Linked DNA regions of Nomascus leucogenys: region 1 is linked to region 2. Evidence: chromatin contacts called from public Hi-C data. All regions are on one chromosome and are shown on one strand. The core of a region is the stretch at or near the end of the contact, and the rest is flanking DNA. Distances in the headings are between cores, read along the strand shown. Region 1 has its middle 4.4 kb from the start of SMU1. Region 2 has its middle 13 kb from the start of SPINK4.

Region 1 (2,700 bases), core at 80-2,579, 150 kb before region 2:
ACAAGAGATTTGGAGGTCCTTGAGCCTAATAGTATTGAGAACATGTTAAAGAGATGCCTATTAGACATTGTTCCAAAATAACGACTCCAATCCCTTAATACTTTTCGTACTCTCCTTTTTTAACCTTGGAGAGATCTTTTAGAAAATAATATATTTTGTGATAAAGAAACATTTACATAAGTTCAACAATTCTTTTGGTTTCACTTCAGTTTCCTTTTATTCAGTCAATTATAGGTACAATTAAATTGATCAATTTTTCTCTAAAAAATATCACATATTGGCCAGGTGTGGTGGCTCACACCTATAATCCCAGTACTTTAAGAAGCCAAGGTGGGAAAATTGCTTGAGACCAGGAGCTCAAGACAAGGCTGGACAACATAGCAAGAGACCCCTTCTTTACAGAAGAATTAGCCTGGCATGGTGGCACACGCCCGTAGTTCCAGCAACTTGGGAGGCTGAGGCGGGGGGATTGACTTGAGCCCAGTAGTTTGAGGCTGCAGTGAGCCATGATCGCACCACTGCACTCCAGCCTGGGAGACAAAGTGAGACCCTGTCTCTAAAGAAAAAAATCATCATAATAAAATAAAAATAGGCTAGGCACAGTGGCTCACGACTGTAATCCCAGCACTTTGGGAGGCCAACGTGAGCAGATCACCTGAGGTCAAGAGTTCAAGACCAGCCTGGCCAATATGGTGAAACCCCCCATCTCTACTAAAAATACAAAAATTAGCTGGGCATGGTGGCACATGCCTGTAATCCCAGCTACTCGGGAGGCTAAGGAAGGAGATTCGCTTGAGCCCGGAAAGCGGAGGTTGCCCTGAGCCGAGATTGCACCATTGCACTTTAGCCTGGATGACAGTGAGACTCTGTCTCAAAAGATAAAAATAAAAATAAAAAAGAAAGAAAACGCGGGGCAGTGGAGGGTGGGGAGTGTAAACTATGCTCTGTCTGCATCACATGCTGCTTGAGATAATCCCTGGTGCCAAGTAGCCTGTTTCAAGTCAGAACTTGTTATTTGCTGCTGTGCCTGTGGTTTATGCATTCACGTCAATGTGATCATGGGCATCATTCTTGAGAAATGAAACTTTATCATGACTAGCAAGCAGCCACAGATGTATACCTATCCTTTGCTTCTTCGATATATTGGATTTTTAACCCCTGATTGACAGTCGATGCTGCTGGCATTGCAAACGCTCCTTATTCATGTTTATTCTGTAATAAGAAAGTGGAATATGACGTTTTTGTATAAGAAATTACAATCTTTACCTAGTTGGGGAGGATTTTTTTCCTTCCTGAACTGGTTGCTTATGTAAGTCTTCTGTATTCCAACAATCCATCCATTTCCATGCTTTTCCCATACCCAAAAGTATAGCTTTTGTCACCTTGCTGATCTCTTGCTCATGGTTGATAAATTTTGCCAATTCCTAAAGATCAATTTGTATAGGAAATTTTGTTTTTAACACTAGACAAATGAGGTCTCTCACATCTCTCCATCCATATATAAATAAAGAAACAAGCAGGCACACACACAGACAACTTCTAAACCCTAAACCAGGCAGTTGTATTCACCAAAAATCTTTCCACCGCATACTCACAGGCTGGATCACAACCTCCTAGACCAAATTTCTAGTGAACAAAAGTAACCCAGAGGGAAATCCGGTCTCCTGATCCACCCCACTTTCCGGTAAATGGGCCCCCTCCCTTAAGTCCATGTATCAGCAATCTATCTCTTAAATCCAGCAGAGGGCAGGACAGTCACAGAAAAACTACCATTGTAAACCTGGCCTCCAAATGTCTAACTGGTTAAGGAAAAGAGGTGGAGGGGAGAGAGATTCTTGGTCCTGAGGGTAAAGGAAGTACTGTAGAAGAGAAAGTCAATATTTGAGTGCCAAAATGGGGCAAAAGGTTGGTTTTATTTTCTATTAAACCAGACCAGTTTCATCTAACAGGATATAATAAGGCAAAGCAGAGAAAAAAATCACATAATTCTATGTGCTTTTTGCAGAACATGAATTTTAAATTATGAGAGTTAAATGAGTTAATACATACAAAACACAACAGTGCCTGGCATGTAGTGAGCACTAAGTAAGAGTTTGTTGTTGTTGTTGTTGTTGTTGTAGAGATAGCGTCTTGCTATGTTGCCCAGGCTGGTCTTGAACTTCTGGCCTCAAGCCATTCTCCCTCCTCAGCTTCCCAAAGTGCTGGGATTGCAGGTGTGAGCCATCGTACCTGGCCTATTATTATATATTAAGATGTCAAAGCCTTTCTATTATTTGTGTGTCTTACCACAATAAGAAAATAAATACTATAAGTCAAAATAAAATCTAAAACTGGTCCGTTTTGGAGTGAGGAACTCCTCTCTTTAGTGTGATACTGCTCTCACAGATGGGCTTGTACCCTGCTCATGCTCCACCAGCTGGAAGCTGGCTGGTCTCCAGTAGTCCACTTTGTCTTGACCCCTGAAATCCCTGTCCATGTCTCACTGGCTAGTTCAGCCTCTGTGATGCAAAGCCGCTATGGTGTGTGTAGCCAGCATCTCCTTTATTTACACAGAAAGGGTTCCTCCCTCAAGGCTGGGGCTCAAATGGGAGGCCTGTTTTCCACACCGTGACTTGTTAGCATTTGTGGTTCCAGAGGCTTCCCTTAGCACACTTTTGATCTGGCATCTGTACAAACAGAATCTACAGGGCCAGGCCGCAA
Region 2 (2,700 bases), core at 50-2,549:
GGAGGCCTCCAGCACAATACTATTTTTTGAAATGAAAAATACCCACAAAACAATGCCACATGCTTTTGAGAACACTCGCAAATAGAATGATTTATGAGTCTTAGTCACTGCATAAACTTTACAGTTGAACTCTTGGAAATTACGCATCAGTGCCACCTGGTGGTAGCACTTCAAATTTGTGGCATAATTCAGTTTTGTTTTTAACAAGATAACATTTACATACAATGAAATGCACAGATCTTAATTTGATGATTTTTCGACAAGTGTATACCCCAGTGTAATCCCCACTCTAAATAATATAGAGAGTATTTCCACTGCCCCAGAAGGTTCCCTCCTACTCTCCCTACGCCCAACCCTGAAAGCAACAACTGATCCTCCTCTGTCACTACAATTAGCTTCCCCTGTTGTAGAACTTACATATGTGGAATTATACAGAATTATACAATGCATACTCTTTTGTGTTTGCCTTCTTTCAGGAATCATAATGTTTTTGAGATTCAGTCATGTTGTAGCACGTATCAAGTGTTAATTCATTTTTATTGCCAGGTGGTATTCCATTGCATAGCTGTATTCCAGTTGGTCTATCTATGCACCAACTGACTGACATTTGGATCATTTCCACCTTTTGCCTAATACAAATAAAGCTTCTATGAATATTTACAAATAAGGCTTTGTGTAGACATATGCTTTTTATTTACTGTGGATGGAATTGCAAGGTCATAGCATAGATGGATGTGTAATTTTTTTAATTGCCAAAAACAATTCTCCAAATAAGTTGTATCATTTTACACATCCACCAACAATGAATTTATATCAGCAATAGAAAGATGAACAACCCAACTTATCTAAATAGGCAAAAAGTCTTGAATCAACATTCGAAGATACGTAAGTAGCTATATAGTACATGAAAAAGTGCCCACCATTATTAGTTTTCAGGAAAATGCAAGCTAAAACCACAATGAGATATCACTTTACACTCACTAGAATGTTAAAATGTTGAGAATGTGGAGAAACTGGAGGCAATTGGAAATCACACACACACACACACACCAGCTCTCTCAGGTCACCAGCTCAATTCCTTCACAAAAGAAGGATTCAGCTTGTGACTTGCACATTTCCGCATAGGCTACTGTTGGTCAAGCCTGGAAAGTTAAAAAGGCGGAAAGACAAATCTGCTGCTGTGCATTGGTGGCGTGGAGCCACAGGAGTGCCAGAGGCATATACTGGGGCAGGCTCTTATACCTGTTTTTAACTGCAGTTCTTCATTCAGTAGGGAAAGCTTTCACAGAGTTCTATTAGTAGAGGTTGGCCCTGACCCTTCTAAGGGGGATAAGAGTGTCCTGAAGTCAAAATGAATGAAAGCCAGGTGAAGAGATGGGCAGGTTTCCATGCGCCCCGCATTGCCTGGGGCTGCCCAGAACATGGGGCTGGCTGTAGCTTCACCACCCAACTTCTCTCTTCCCTCTTCCTCTTTCTGCTTCTCCTCGCCTCTCTCTTCCTCATTTTCATAACAGCATTGTGTATTAAGTTTTGTTATGAGCCAAGCGTTTAATTTTTTTTTTTTTTTTTTTTTGAGACAGAGTCTTACTCTGTCACCCAGGCTAGAGTGCAGTGATGCAGTCTCGGCTCACTGCAACCTCCCCTTCCGGAGTTCAAGTGATTCTCCTGCCTCAGCCTCCTGAGTAGCTGGGATTACAGGCGCCAGCCACCATGCCAGGCTAATTTGTGTGTGTGTGTGTGTGTGTGTGTATTTTTAGTAGAGACGAGGTTTCACTATGTTGTCTAGGCTGGTTTCGAACTCCTGACCTCAAGTGATATGCCCGCCTTGGCCTCCCAAAGTGCTAAGATTACAGGTATGAGCCACTGCACCCAGCCCTAATATACACTTTTTAATACAACACTTCAAGGTAGGCATTATTATTGTTGTTGTTGTTGTTGTCATTTTTGAGACAGGGTCTCACTCTGTAGGCCAGGCAGAAGTGCAGTGGTGCTCACTGCAGCCTCGACCTCCAGGCTCAATTGATCCTCCCATCTCAGCCTCCCAAGTACCTGGGACTATAGGTGTGTGCTACCATGACTAGCTAATTTTAAAATTTTTTGTGAAGACGAGATCTCGCTATATTGCCCAGGCTGATCACAAACTCCTGGGATCGAGCAATCCTCTCACTTCAGCCTCCCAAAAATGCTGGGATTATAGGCATGAGCCACGGCACCCTCACCCCATAAGGGAATGTGGGTTCTCCGGTTAAGGAATTTGCTTGAGGTCACAGAACTTGTGGATTCGCACCCCATAGCTGCAGTCACAAATTACCACAAATGCAGAGGCTTCAAACAACATTAATGCATTCTGTTCCACTCGGGGGTCAGAGTCTGAAATGGTGCACAGGCTTGCTCTCCCTCTGCAGGCCCTAGGGAAGAAAATGTCCCTTGCCCTTGCCAGCTTCTTGGGGCTGCCTCTATCCCTGGGATCCAGGCCTGCATCACCCCCCCTCTGCTTTCCTCATCACAGCTCCTTCTCTGACTCTCCCACCTCCCTCTTATTAGAACCTTATGGCCCAAGCTCACCCCAGTAACCCAGGATAACCTCCCCATTTCAGGATCCTTCCTTTGATCACAGATGCAGAATCATCTGTCATGTGAGGTAACATATTCACAGGTTTGGGGGATAAGGAGGTAGGTATTTGGGGGGATGGGAGCATC

What was found. A called contact is a pair of places that touch in the nucleus more often than the background predicts.
Region 1: a contact with region 2 is called in a Hi-C map of a lymphoblastoid cell line, with 6 times the contacts expected there. The contact joins two enhancer-like sites. A contact is called at or near these places in 2 of 4 Hi-C or Micro-C datasets (a lymphoblastoid cell line and an unstated tissue).

What each region holds. Positions count from the first base shown.
Region 1 is chr8:81,691,535-81,694,234 of Asia_NLE_v1, reverse strand. No RefSeq gene overlaps it. Among named protein-coding and RNA genes, the nearest start is that of SMU1, 4.4 kb to the left of the region's middle. Within about 2 kb of position 1,329, the one cell type or tissue checked has an H3K27ac peak away from gene starts, as active enhancers do. A contact at or near this core is called in a lymphoblastoid cell line, where this site is marked.
Region 2 is chr8:81,544,035-81,546,734 of Asia_NLE_v1, reverse strand. No RefSeq gene overlaps it. Among named protein-coding and RNA genes, the nearest start is that of SPINK4, 13 kb to the right of the region's middle. Within about 2 kb of position 1,299, the one cell type or tissue checked has an H3K27ac peak away from gene starts, as active enhancers do. A contact at or near this core is called in a lymphoblastoid cell line, where this site is marked.